Linked DNA regions of Mus musculus: region 1 is linked to region 2. The links are chromatin contacts, called in public HiChIP or PLAC-seq maps. All regions are on one chromosome and are shown on one strand. The core of a region is the stretch at or near the end of the contact, and the rest is flanking DNA. Distances in the headings are between cores, read along the strand shown.

Region 1 (6,957 bases), core at 2,408-4,907, 640 kb after region 2:
AGAGGTTCCCTGCTACAAGGACACAGAGCAGGTCCTGCTGTCCCTAGCTTATTACGCCCTGTGTGCCACATTCAGTGAACACCACCCTGTGTTCATTACACTATGTGTATCCCTTTGTCTTATAACGCTTTTTATAGCTTTCCACTATTCATAAAGCCTGGTATGAAAGCATTCTGCTTACCCCAGAATTTAGACAGTTGAGTCAAGGAAATTAGGATTCAAGTCCAGCTTTATTTATATAGCAAGTTCAAGGCCATCCTGAGTCATATGAGACCCTTTCTCAACAAGAGAACTTTAGCTCTTTTGATGCACATTATGAGGCTGATGCGTAAAACTTGTATCACATACATTGCATGGTCCCCTTGTTTGTCTTCAGCTTGTCACAGGAGTCTGGCTTTTGGAAGAGTGGAGGAAGACGATGTTTTTCTTACCGTGGATATGGTTCTAGGTGGTATAAGAGGTGCCGGTGCTGGTGTGGGCAGCTTTAGCCCAGAACAGCCACTGGTTTGTGGAAGATAATCCACTCCCCCTCAGGGACCAGTTGCTGCACCAAATCCTTTGACTGTACAACAGAGAGGGATCTCAGAGTAAGGGAAGGTTAGTTTATTACGGAGACACCAGAGTTAGGACACTCGGGGGCTGGAGAGATGGCTCAGCGGGTAAGAGCACTGACTGCTCTTCCAGAGGTCTTGAGTTCAAATCCCAGCAACCACATGGTGGCTCACAATCATCTGTAATGAGGTCAGATGCCCTCTTCTGGAGTGTCTGAAGACAACTACAGTGTATTTACATATAATACATAAATCTTAAAAAAAAAAAAGGACACATTTTAAATAGAAGTGGAGGCATTTAGAGAGGGCCATTAGGAGCCAAAGAAGGTGTTTTACAATGAGGTTTAAAGATTAAATAGTTTATTTATTTTAATTTTTCACAGCATATTTGTCTACAATTAAGATTAAGCAGAGTTTAAAAATTAAAGTTACAAAGTTTCATTAAATATGAACTGGTTTGCTTGGTTTTGTTTGTGGGTTTCTTGTTTTGTTTTGTTTTGTTTTGTTTTGTTTTGTTTTGAGAAAGGGTCCTGGGTGGCCTAGAACTCACTCTGTAGACCAGGCTGGCCTCAATCTCCTAGAGAATTAAACATGTGGCCACAGTGCCCTGTAGTTTACTTGTCCTTAAAGAATTTCCTCTACAAATGAAACTGGGGATGTGGAAAGAACAGCTCAGTGGATCCAGGTTTGATTTTCAACACTCAACTTGGGTGGCTCAAAGGCTCAAAATCGTCTGGAACCCCAGTGCCAGGGCATCTGAGACCCCCTTCTCTTTCCATGGGTACTGGGAATGTGTGTGGTGCAGATATTCTCGCAGACTAAACACTCACGTTTATAAAAATAAACTAAGGCCCTTTTCTCAGGGGCATTGTTTGGATTCATGGATGAGAAGAGGTGAATGGGGTTAAAGGTCAAGGTCAGATGCAGCAGGAGTCTGCTTTAATGTCCTCATTCAAGAAGTGTCTCGGAAGATAAGGGCTGTATCTGTAGGCAGTTTGATTTCATCAGTGGTATTAAAGTTTCTAGATTTTGGCCAGATACCCAAGGGATTTCTTTTCCTTCTGTGTGGGGTCAGTCTTTGGCATCTACTATCTTGTCTCATTTAGTCACACTAAGGTAGTTAGTAGGTCCTGGAATCCAGGAGATGCAGGTGAGCTCAGATAAAAGCAACAGAGGATCTCTTGGTTGTAGAAAATTGCAAACCAGGAAATGCAGGGTCAGGCCGAGTAAACCAGAGTTGCCCAGAGGCAGGGTAGGCTGGAGCTCAGAGATCTTGTGAGAGCGCGCAGCTTGCTGCTTCTTGAGGGGAGATGAGCAGGAAGGCTACAAGTGTGGAGGTAGAAATCAGATCAAAGGTAAGTGCTAAGTCTATCGGTGTGTCCGGGTCAGGAGGAAAAACTGGTCTGTCTGATATTTTAAAAATATTACGCCGAGCATGGTGGTGCAGCACTCGGGAAGCAGAGGCAGGCGGATTTCTGAGTTCGAGGCCAGCCTGGTCTACAAAGTGAGTTCCAGGACAGACAAGGCTATACAGAGAAGCCCTGTCTCAAACAAACAAACAAACAAACAAACAAACAATTACCCAGTGTTGCTAGATTCTGAAAAATGTCTTTCTGGTAACAGTGTCCTTCGTGGTATCTGTGTGGCAATTTTCCTCTTGTCTTAAATCTCTCAGGCCCAGAAAAAGATTCTTGGCCTCCTTTTTGGACGTCCTTCTTGACTTGACAAGGAGAGAGGGAACAAAGAAGCCAGAGGAGGACAACCAGTGTCTCTCGTGTGTCACCCTATTTCCTGAGTGATGGCCTTGCAGTGAGTCTGGAGCTAAGCTAGCATCCTGGAAGTCCCAGCCATCTGTCCTTCTGTCTCTGCTCCCATCCACAGCCCAGGCAGGCCTACCACCCCTGGCTTCTTACATAAAGGTGTAGGGGGTGTGGATTTGGGTCCTTAAGTGAGTGCACTAAGGGCCCTTACCTACCCCTCCGATTTGACTGTTATCAGCATAGTTTTAGTTGGGGATGGCAAAGCTGTAGAGAGAGGTGATAGTTGTTCTTGCTCTTGATGGCAATGCAGTTATCTCATGTGCCCATGGTACCTAATTTAAAGAAATTCTTTGTGCATGCATGTGTATATGTGTGGAGTGTTTGTGTGTATGAGTGTGAGTAGCGCTTGCCACAGAGTGTGTGGTCACAGTGTATGTGTTCGTTAGAGGATGACCTCGGTTATAGTCTTCACCTTCCAACTTGTTGGAAGCAGGCTTTCTCATCTGCCATTAAAACTCCAAGTATAAGCCTGTCCCTTGAGCTTCCTGGGACTCTTCTCCAGTCTCCTCCTCCCATCTTGTCTCAGGAATATGGGCTGTTATTCAAGTTCTAGAAATTTGAACTCTGATCCTTAACATCTGAGCTGCAAGCACTTTACCCCCAGGGGCATCTCCTTATCTCACATGTTAAATGTTTTAATATCTTTGTCGCCCTTATAAAACACTCAGGGTGTTATATGCCCCAACCAGTCCTTAAAACATGCACAGAAACATGCCTAGCTCTTGAACTGAGGCTCAAAATACCATGGGTGATTAGGACGTGGGTCTTCACAGTGTCTTGCCCTCTCTGTATCCTGTTATGTTCCTCCCCACACGGGTAGAAGAAATCCCGGAGTAGAGTCTGAGAAAAATAAAAGTGAAGACAACTGAAGATCCCCAGAATAGTGAGTCTTCTTAGAAGAGAGGTGAATGGACGAGACACTTTGAAGGGATTTCCAGGTATGGTGTGAAACAGAGATCTTGAGAGTTACACTTTAAATCTCAGCCCATGGAAGACGATGAGTTGCTACAGGACACCTTCATAAGAGCTGGCCATCACAGCCCAGGGGAGCATTTAAAGCTTACACATGATCCGGGGGCGAGGGTCCCCTTTACCTCAATTCCCCTTTGACCTGGCTGGGATGGAGAAAAGCGCCCAGGGAGAAGGGAAGGAATCCCTTGTGGTTGGGTGAAAGGTAACACAGAGACTAACCCACCCGGAGGGAAGGGGCTACTCTGCTAGGCCACTATAAACAGGAGCTGGGGTTTGCAGACAGCAGATGTCTCAGAGGTGAGTCACAGATGCGAGCCCAGCCAACCAACCACCATAGCTTCTAGAGAACTGTTTTCATCCATAGTTTTCTTTCATCCTTGTGTCTGAGACAGCAAACAATTTTTTCTTTTAGTTTTGTTTTATGTCTTTTGCCTGCATGTATGTCTGTGCACTATGTGTGTGCCTGCAGGGGTTGGAAGAGGGCATCAGATCCCCTAGAGCTGGAGTTATATATGGTTTTAAGCCACCATGTATGGGTGATGGGAACCAAACTTGGGTCCTCTGCAAAAACAGCTGTGTTTAACCCAAGCTGTCTCTCTAACACCTGAGCTAACTTTTTAAAACCATCCCCAAAAGGTAGGTGATTTTACTTCTGAAATTATATTGTACTGCTAGGGAAGTGTTAGTGATCTCCCCAAAAAAACAGACAGGAGCTGAGCTGATGCAACTCACAGCAGGGTCTTTATTCTATTTGAGCTAGCTGCCCCCCCACTCCCACCCCTCAGGACACCACTGTCACATGGGACTGTTTTGGTGGTAGGGGATCCCTGAATGTCTATTGGGGCAAGGCTTTATAGTAAGCAGCAACTGGGGGCTGGGGGGCGAGTGTGCAAGCATCTAACTGGAAAGCTACTGTGCCCTTTAACATAATTGGCTGGTGCTGGGAGTCATATCATAAAATTAATTTCTGTTCCCCTCTACATTGGTGGTGGTTAGGCAGGGGGTGGGCTTGTAACCTGGGGGCGGGGTACAGGTTTGTTGGGGGAATAACCTGGGGGCGCTGGTCTTGTTGGGAATTAGCCCAGAGACTGGAGCTAGGCTCAGGTTTTGTTGGAGGGCATCTAGGAAACTAAGGCTAGGTTTACGTGAGTTCAGACTTAGGTCAGGTCTAAAATGGAGTCTGAACGTAAAAGATTTGTCCTCTCAGTATCAATGCTTTTGTGACTGCTTATTCCAGATTCCTTATTTGTGACTATAACAATCAGAAAGTTCTGAAATTTAAAAGATTGACTAAACTTAATGTTCTTTTAAAAATGAATTTATCAAGATGGGGTTTTATGTAGCCAAGGCTGGCCTTGAACTCATAGAACCATGATGACTTTGAACTTCTGGTCCTTTTACCTCTAGCTCCTGAGTGCTGAGATTCCCAACTGTGTGTGCATCAAACATAGTCATTATTGTATGCATTGTATTGTATGCATTGTATTACAGTGTTATGATAAGAGAATAGCTTTCTAATACTATAATCAGTACTGGAGCAAAATATTGAAACATTGTGGTATAAAGGGGGAAATTTGGCTCAGAAAAGAATGCCACCTCTTGCCTTCTGACTGTGCTTTTGGTTAATGGTTTTAACTCATTATGTGAGTTTTGACTCTTTGTTGAGGGACACTGTCAATTATAATACATAGCTTCAAGCTCTAGTGACAAAGGTGACAGGATATGCAGGAGAAACCATCTATGGCCCTGCATCTTTGCCTTTTTTTCTGAGCCTTTGAGAGGGAGAAAAATCCAGTGGTGTCTGGCCTTTCCAGTCTAGAGATGAGCCAGCATGTTAGCTCCATTCGACGAGTTTGATGTGACGTTGGACTAAATGTTCCCTCCCAGCCATCTTCACGAGATGTCCAGGTAAATTTATGTGCTCAGCACATTTTACCGACTTTATTAGGTAAGGGAGATTTTTGTCTTTTCTAAAACTGTTTTTTTCTTGCTTTAAAATCTCAAGCCAGCAGTTCTAGTGTATACCTATAATCCCAGAGGTGGAAGCAGTAGGGTTGTAAGTTCAAGGCCAGCCTGGGTAACATACTAGGTCTCATTCTCAAAGACTCAAACCAAACCAAAACATTGTAATGCCACCTCCTGGAGTCGCCTGGCAGTGTGCCAGCAGCCTGGAGTGATTGCTTTTGGCAGAAGGCCATGGAAACATCCCTGCCTCTCCTCTCTGTGATTTATAGGTAACGTTGACACATTGTTGAAAACAATGACCATACATAGCGGATGTGTCAGGTGTGGGCTCAGTCACTGACTACAGTGGAAAAGGAAAGGGCCCTGAGATCCGTTCCCTGGGCGGGTCCATCACATGCAGACGTGGTTGCTAGGAGCCAGAGCTCCAATCTGAGAGCCCACTCAACGCTGTACAGGTGAAGCTTGTGCTTCCTCCCCCCCCTCCTTCCTTTCCTCCCTCCCTCCATCTCTCCCTTTCTCCTTTCTTCCCTGCAAGTACCTCTCTCTCTCCTTTCTTCCTTCCTTCCTTCATATGAGTTTATATTATTTAAAAATCAAATTTTTTATTGGATATTTTCTTTATTTACATTTCAAATGTTATCCCCTTTCCGAGTTCCCCCCCCCTCCAGGAAACCCCCTATCACATCCTCCCTCCCCCTGCTTCTGTGAGGGTGTTCCTCCCCCCACCCACCCACTCCCACCTCTCAACCCTCAATTCCCCCATAATGGGACATCTATCCAGCCTTCATAGAACCAAGGACCTCTCCTCCCATTGATGTCTGACAAGGCCATCATCTCCTACATATGCAGTTGGAGCCATGTGTACTCCTTTGTTGATGGCTTAGTCCCTGGGAGTTCTGGGGGGACTGGTTGGTTGATATTGTTTTCTTCCTATGGGATTGTGAGCCCCTTCAACTCCTTCAGTCCTTTCTCTAACCTCTCTCTTGGGGACCCTGCATTAAGTCCAATGGTTGGCTGCAAACATCCACCTCTGTATTTGTAAAGCTCTGGCAGGGCCTCTCAGGAGATACCATGTCAGGCTCCTTTCAGCATGCACTTCTTGGCATCCACAATAGTGTCTGGGTTTGGTAACTGTGTATGGGATGAATCCCCAGGTGGGACAGTCTCTGGGTGGCCTTTCTTTCAGTCTCTGCTCTACACTTTATCTCTGTATTTGCTCCTGTGAGTATTTTGTTCTCCTTCTAAGAAGAACTGATGTACCCACACTGTGGTCTTCCTTCTTATTGAGCTTCATGTGGTCTGTGAATTGTATCTTGGTTATTCCGTGCTTCTGGGCTAATATCCACATTTCAGTGAGCGCATACTATGTGTGTATTTTTGCATTGGGTTACCTTACTCAGGATGTTCTAGTTTTATCCATTTGCCTAAGAATTTCATGAATTCATTGTTTTTAATAGCTGAGTAGTACTCCATTGTGTAAATGTACCACATTTTCTGTATAAAAGTCAACTTCGAGTATATTAAAAAGTGTATACTTTATAAAGCTCCCCCTAGGGAATGTTTAGCACATGCATATGGCTGTTTTGTGTGGTGCTTTGGGATTTCGGAAGAGTATATGCTAATTTTGTTGGCCTTTTACTTACATCATT
Region 2 (7,896 bases), core at 2,589-5,088:
AAAATGCATCCATTGATAGGCTACCGATGGCTCACATGATTATTAGTTTTTTTTAAAGATTTATTTATTTTAGGTGTTTTGAGTGTTTTGCCTGCAGGCGTGTATGGGTGCCATATGTGTGTCTAGTACATGCCAAAGTCAGAAGAGGGTGTGAGTTCCCTGGAACTGGTCTTATGGATGACTGTGAGACACCATATGGGTGTTAGGAACTAAACTATGGTCCTTTGTAATAACAAGTTTTCTTTTTTCCTTTCTTTCTTTTCTTTCTTTCCTTCCTTCCTTCCTTTCTTTCTTTCTTTCTTTCTTTCTTTCTTTCTTTCTTTCTTTCTTTCTTTCTTTCTTCCTTCCTTCCTTCCTTCCTTCTCTCTCTCTCTCTCTCTCTCTCTCTCTCTCTCTTTCTTTCTTTCTTTCTTTCTTTCTTTCTTCCTTTTTTAGCTTTTTTAGACAGAATTTCTTCATGTAGCCTTGGCTGTTCTGGAACTAGCTCTGTGGACCAGGCTGGTCTTGAACTCACAGCGATTGCCTGCCTTTGACTCCTGAGTGCTGGGATTAAAAGCATAAACTACCACCATCAGGCCAGAACAAGTGGTTCTTTTTTTAAAAAAATTATTATTTTTTTAATTAGATATTTTCTTTATATACATTTCAAATGCTATCCTGAAAGTTCCCTATACCCTTCCCCCACACTGCTCCCGAACAAGTGGGTCTTAACCACTAAGATAACTCTCTAGTGTTCAAATGATTTTTAAAAATCTTTAAAATTGCATTTATTTATTGACTGGGACACAGGTCGTATGTGTGCCATGGTGGATATGTGGAGGTCAGAGAACAACTTTGGGGAGTCAGCTCTTTCCTTCACATGTGGGACCCGGGGCCTGAACTCAGGTCGTCAGGTTTGGCAGCAAGCATCTTTATACATTAAGCCATTTCATTGACCCTAAATGGCTTCTAGCCTAAAGACACACATTAAAAGACCATCTCATGAGTCACAAGGGCAGGGGTCAGCCCACAGCCTTGTCATGATGTCACTAGCAAAGGTTTCGTTATTTCACTCAAGATCTTGAAGAAAAACACTTCACTCAAAGTGACTTCAAAGTACAAACATGACTCATATGATGAAAAGTGTTCAGTGCTCAGAGTTAAAGCCAGCTTCAGGTATGACTAGACCAATGACCTAATTGGCATCACCCTTATCCCACTGTGATGGCATGGTGGCTCCTGAAGTTCCAGTTTGCCTGTCTATTAGCTGTGTCAGTGGAGGGCTTGTGGTCTTACGTTGGGTCTGGTTACATCATGTGTCCATTTATTTTTTTATTTTTATTTATGTGTACACTTATGTGTCTATGCGTGTATGTACACATATGTACAGTTGCCTGCTGAGGCCAGAAAAGGCTATTGGACCCTTGGTAGCTGGACTTACAGGTGGCTGTGAGCTGTCTGATATGGGAACTTTACTCAGGTCTTCTGGAAGAGCAGCAAGTGCTTTTAACTGCTGAGCCGTCTCTCCAGATCCCGTGTATTTATTTCTGAGCTAAGCATGCAGTCATCTTAACGATTAATTCCTGGCTCCATGCTCTTTCTGAAAGAGTCCTATCTGAACTATAGAGCCAAACAGCTGGGAAAGATAGTCTCAAAGAGCGACCAGAAGAAGCGGATGCCCTGTTGGCCTGAAAGCGTTGAATTTCCACACTGAGAAGCAAATGAGTGAAAAAGCAAAAGAAAAGATGAATAAACCAACCAACCAACCAACCAAAACAAACAAACAAACAAACAAACAAACAAACAAAAAACCAGAACAGCAACAGGCTAGCCACCTGTGGACCTGCAAAGTGGGGGATGGGGAAAAGAAGCCCTGAAAGTAAGCGTTTCTACATCTCCAGTGGGCGAGCAAGCGCCTGTTTCAACACCACACTCATCCTTCAGCCCCTACCCAAGCCTTCATTGTAGGTAGCCCAGCTGGGAGATGCCGTACCTGTCCCTCTGGCTGGATTGCCATCGATTATTGTCAAGTGACTAACTCCAGCCACACACTACATTTTCCTGGGATTATCCCTTCAAATGAATTATATGAATAATAAAGTTTCAATATTTCTCATCCAGCTATTAATCTTAGTGAGCACTAAAGTTCATTGAAAGTGCCGGTACAGTGGTTGGCATCCATTAATCAGGCGTGGAGGAGCCAGCCTGGCGAGGGATCAGCCCTGCCAGTGAAATATGGGCACTTCTTAGAAACTTGGGCTTTTACCTAGCATTAAAGAGCTCACATTAGGGGTACTAAAGTCCTGAGGCCGCAAGGCTGCTAAGCTGCTAGGCTGTAGATCCCTTTCCTGGGATTTTGTGTTGAAAAACAAAAAACAAAAAAACAAAAAAAAAATCAAACCAAAACAAAAAAAACCCAATCCCCAGATCACACTTAACCTACCAGGAGCTTTGATTTTTCCTCAAAGAGTCAATCAGGAAAGAAAGAAAAAAAAAACCCAAAAAGCAAAACCCCCAAAAATGAACTTCATAAACCCAAACCAGTCATTATTAGTGTGGCAAAAACACACTGCTTATGCACAGAATAGTTTACGTTAAATTAAAAACCATAACTTATCTCTGAGACACTCCATTTAGTACATGTGAGGTTAAATATGGTTCAGGGCGGCTCTTTCAATTAAATTGTTCTTCCTTAGCTCTAGTAAATGATATTAAACATAATTTCCTGAAAAGTAGCAGAGATCATTACTCTGTTTGCAAATTGATACTATGTTATTAAAAATAGGAAACATTTGCAGGGATATTGCAGATCTGGGTGCTTTTCACAGAGAACCTCCTATGGGCTTCAGGTTCTATCTGGCCTATGGATGTAAGGGATCAGGATGGGCTGAGGCTCTGTCTCCAACTTAGCCCTGGTTCCTGAAAGACCAGGAAGGAGTTCCCTAGGGCCCCTTTTGTCCTCCAAACATGACTTAAATGTTCCCTGAGTTAGAGAAGCTCCAGGCTGCTAGCTTCCCAATGGTTTTGAGTTGTTTATTTATGTTTGATTTTATAGGCTGTCATTCCTTCTACATAAACTGGCTTTATGACTTTCATGGATTTTTTTTTTTTTTTTTTTTTTTTTATCTTTGCCTGCCCTTTCAAAAAAGGCCTGTCGCAGTTACGGGAAGCAAGGGCAGCCGTCACGTCTGCTTTCCAATCTTGGTCACAGAATGCCTGCAAGTTCATAAACCAGCTTTTAAACAGCTGCTGCTGCTCCCGGGTGAAGTACGTGCCTGGTGAAACTGCCATGTGGTCTGGCCCGTGGTCCTGCTGTGATTCTCCCAGTGGTGATATAGGATACAGGGCATAGGACTGAGTACTGTGACTGCAGTCCTCTGCAAGGGCAGAATCTTGGAGCCAGTGTGGTGTTAAGTCAGAGACCCTGTGCAGGGTTTGGTCAGCTGGGGATGCTGCCACCAGCTTGAGCCCAGGGACCAGAAGGCATTCCTTAGGTAGAGCAGGATGGAGGATCCCCCCCCTTTGAGGGAATTAGACAGGATATGTGCCTGCATGTCCTGACCTTAGTGAGTCACCTGAATGTTGTGACACAGGACAGAGACTCAAGTTGCATGGAGAACTCCCTAAATGAGCTTCATGTGTGGTCTCTTCAGAACCATCTGATCTTCCCACAAAAGGTCCTACCATTCCAGAGGGATCAGTGTCCCCTGGGAACAAGGCCAGCTGATGGAAGGCCTAGGGCCAGGAGCTTATGTAGACATTGCTGCTTGGCTGTCTGGAGGGAGTCCAGGTCACCCCAAGTCTGCGAGTAAGTGCATGGTTCCTACTCTCTCCATACTACCCTCCCGAGCCTGACCACATCCTGGATGCCAGTCTCACTGCTAATGACAATATAAGCACAGAACACTGGTCTCTAAGGGAAATGCCAGACAGAAACAGTGCTCAAAGCCACACCCCATTTGTACTCCAACAGTGTACCCACCTCCCCAGACTCTTGTCAATATCCCACATTGGTTTGAAATAGTTTGTAAAGCAAGTTATAAAATGTATGTGGAATCTGAAACCAGGGATGTGAAGCAGAAGCCAACAGAGCCCATGGTGCTCGTCTCTATCTGTGCCTTTATCTGCTTGTATCTATAAGTGTATAAAAATATTTGAAAATATGTACAAAAGACAAATGTCAATAATTCCCCGGGGAAGCTGGGGTGGCAGGTCAGGTCCTCATGGGACTTCATTGAAAGTTGTTATTGTTATTACTATTAATTATTATTGTTGAAGCAAGGTCTGGGATACCTAATGAGATACAAATGGCTTTGACCTTACTGTGTAGATCAGGCAGACCTCAAACTTGCAATCCCTCTGCCTCAGCCTCTTGGGTAGCAGGAATTACAGGTGTGCACCATCCTGGCTCCTCAGTTGTACCATCACACTTGGTCTTAGCCAAAGGATCCAGAAGCGCTGCTGAAATCGGCAGTGTTTCAGTGTGAAGCTGTCTTCCTATTTCACATGTGTGGGTGGCACAGATGATTGACACAGAAAACTGACATTTAACTGGGGCCCCGACAAATCCTGTGACATCAGCTAGGAGGATTGGCCTTTGGACCTCTTGTTTCATCTTTGCTGAATCATGAGGCAACCAGAAAGGAAGGGAATAAGGGGGAGAGAGCAAGGGGAGGGAGGAGCAGGAGGGACTTGGCGCTTACAGAGGAGTTGGAGCATGGAATCCAGCGATCCAGTCAGTCCCCGTGGGAATGTTCAGTTCAGAATCATCTGTGCTAAGTTCAAGTGTTGGTCCTGTGGACTCATCTGGATGACCTTGTATGGGACCTCTATCCACTCAGCACCTTTGGGTCTTTATTTATTTATTTATTTATTTAGTCATCTGTAAAATGAGGATGCAGTGACTTATTTATGCTCTGAAAAAATGTGTGGTGCTACTTGAACATCACAGCCTGCAGGGTTCCACAGACCTCTGTTACAAACTGCAAAGGGACACACAAACCCTGGATCGGGAGGGATGACTTGTCTTGGTAGTACAGGCTTCTGGTTCCAGAAGGTTATTCAGAAAGATGAGGCAGAAAGATTGTAATTTCAAAGCCAGCTTGGACTCCAAAGTGAGTTCAAAGCCAGACTGGGTAATGTAGGGGCTCCCCTGTCTTAAGATAGCAGTAAAAAGATGCTGGAAAGATAACTCAAAGGTAGAGTACTCATGTACTATTGTGAGGCCCTGGGTTTACTCTCCAGCACCCCTCCCCCCTACACACACTCAAGTGGAGGCTGGGCTGGTATTGTTTCACGAGTACCTGGATACAGGTGAGAAGATGACGGTATTTTCCTGGGAGACAGCTGATGAAAGTTTCTCTAGAAGAACAGAGCCAAAAGGATGAATATACATGTATGTGTATATGTATACGTATATGTATATATCTCTCTATATATAATTTACTAGATCAGTTTTCATCGAAGTAATAACAGTAGCTGTGGTACACTGGGACTGAGAACCTAATCACTGCTCAACCCTTGCCTCAGGACTCCCCATCTGGGAGGGATCCCCTGGAGGATTTCTGGAGAGCTGCTTGTCCTCCATCAACAAATCAGTGATCACAGGGAACCACCACCACCAGCAGCAGCAGCAGCAGCAGCAGCAGCAGCAGCAGCAGCAGTAGCAGCAGCAACAGCAGCAGCAGCAGCAACAGCAGCGTGAATCAACTCAGAGGCAAGGGGGAAAGCCAAGAGAACAAAAAGAGAATCTTTCTGCTGTGCCTCAATTCCTCCTTTAAATCTGGGGAGTTACCAGAAGCTGCCACCCACATTTGGGGTGGGTCTTCCCAAGTCAGCTAAAGGAATTTAGGATTATTCCCCAGTTGAGGATCCTTAATGAACGAATCCGAATTTGTGGCACATGGGTGTTCAAAGCGATCATCATGAAAAGCATGAAACCCTCAGTGGAGGGCCGAGGCTTGGCAAAGGCCTGGAGGTTCTTGGACCTTCACTGTTTTCCCAGTTCGTGTCTTGAGACATCTGATCAGGTCTTTCGATGACAGAGGTAAAGGGAGTTTGGTCTTCAGAATGGCACTTACAGAGTTAAATCCACAAAGGAAACAAGGAAGTTCCAGATGGAGAAGACCCTCCTGGAGGGGAAATGGAAGCGGGAGGAGAGCCATCCATTAGGGGCTGCATCTGCCCTCTCTGAGAACATCTCCCTGGAGATCTGTCAGTGTGGAGGCCATGGAGAAAGACCCTCAGAGATCAATGCTCCTGTGTAAGACACATTGTTAAAAATAGCTGTGTATATTTAAAGGGTTTGCTTTCTCCTACTCGAAGAAAACACAGTCCTGAATATTTCCAGGCAAGTGTTTTCTACCCCAAGCCAGAGAATTGGTGCGATCCTACAGATGGGTGAGGAGCTGGCACAGAGCCAAAAAGCTTAATCAATCTACAAAGTTAATTATGAACAACCTCAAAGTGAGTGGCTTATTCTTTGTATGAACATTGTCCTGGCTTGTTTCTCTCTCTCTCTCTCTCTCTCTCTCTCTCTCTCTCTCTCTCTCTCTCTCTCTCTCCATTATCACTACATAGTGCCAGCAAGACTAGAACTCACTCACTATATAGACCAGGCTGACCTCAAATTCACAGAGATCTGCCTGCCCTTGTCTCCAGAACACTGGAATTAAAGGACTGTGCTATCATGCCGCCTCACTCATTTTTATAAATTGACCTCTGACTCTCAATTTGTGTCCAAGAAACATTAAACATCAGTGTATTATGGGGCTGGAGCTGGGGCTTAGTTGGTAGGAAGCTTATCCAGCATGCACGAAGCTCTGGGGTCTGTACACAGCACCCCATACTGCATGTAGTGGCTTATACATATAATCCTAGCACTTAGGAAGCAAAAGTGGGTGAACTTGAAGTTTAAAGCCATCCTTTACTATATATTGAGTTTGAGGCCATCCTGGGCTACATGAGACCCTAACTCAAAACAAAACATCCCAGCCAGCACTCATAGCAGAATCTTTTATTTCCAAAGCAATCAAATGAAATTGCCCTTGTTGACACTGGGTCAAGATTCTGTTTCCTGTTTCTAGCAGTGGCCCCAACAGTAGTCCCTAAGGTATGTCCTTGAAACCCAAGGGACTGGAAGAATAGTTTGAAGGGCCAAATTTTACCAAGTTCTCTCATTTTGCAGGTTAGGAAGTGGAGGAACAGAACGGGGTGACTTAACCAAGGTCACATGCAAGGCCAACGAGGCAGTCATGATTGGCTCCTGTCTTGGTACCTTTAGTGACTATGAGGGTCAGTTGGTTAGTGACTCAGGGATTCTGCCTATACTTTAGGGAGCTATATGGTAGGGACTTCTGAGTACTTCATCTCACATAAGAGTCTCTAAAATTCCTGGTCATTCCCTCTAGATAGACCATGAACATTGACCTAGTTATGGGAAGGGTTTATCTCCCTGGTAAAAGAAGCAAGCAGGAAGAAATTATCTTTATTCTTGACTTTGCAATGTGGTTGTGATAAACATGTGATGACTGGATCTGTTGCAGCTATTCTGCCCTGTAGCTTCAGGAATAAAGCTTGGGCGGTTAGAGGGATGGCTCAGTGGTCAAGAGCTATGGCTGCTCTTGCAGAGAGCCTGGGTTCAATTCCCAGCATTCATACAATGACACGTAGCTGCCTGTAACTCCTGTTCCGGGAGATCTGATGCCTTCTTCTGACCTCCACAGGGACCAAGCACACACATGGTGAACAGACAAAACATTCACACAATAAAGTAAAGAAAGATATTTTTTTAAAAGCGAACAAAGCACTCAGAATACATATTATATCTGGTGGGGTGCGGTTTCTCTATTCTAGAGAAAATGAGGGATTTGCTTGCATAGCTGATGAAGAGCTGACAGGCTGAGGTTCCCATTCCCC

What was found. HiChIP or PLAC-seq counts read pairs in DNA pulled down with a chosen protein or histone mark.
Region 1: an HNF4G HiChIP or PLAC-seq map of pancreatic cancer cells shows a contact between it and region 2. The contact joins two enhancer-like sites. A contact is called at or near these places in 1 of 39 promoter capture datasets (pre-B cells) and 1 of 115 datasets of contacts at active chromatin or transcription factors (pancreatic cancer cells).

The regions. Positions count from the first base shown.
Region 1 is chr7:133,796,489-133,803,445 of GRCm38.p6, forward strand. All of the region lies in intron 1 of Fank1 (fibronectin type 3 and ankyrin repeat domains 1), which reads left to right. Among named protein-coding and RNA genes, the nearest start is that of Fank1, 23 kb to the left of the region's middle. Within about 2 kb of position 3,658, at least 9 of the 459 cell types and tissues checked have an H3K27ac peak or open chromatin away from gene starts, as enhancers often do. A contact at or near this core is called in pancreatic cancer cells, where this site is marked.
Region 2 is chr7:133,158,568-133,166,463 of GRCm38.p6, forward strand. No RefSeq gene overlaps it. Among named protein-coding and RNA genes, the nearest start is that of 4930483O08Rik, 34 kb to the left of the region's middle. Within about 2 kb of position 3,839, at least 30 of the 459 cell types and tissues checked have an H3K27ac peak or open chromatin away from gene starts, as enhancers often do. A contact at or near this core is called in pancreatic cancer cells, where this site is marked.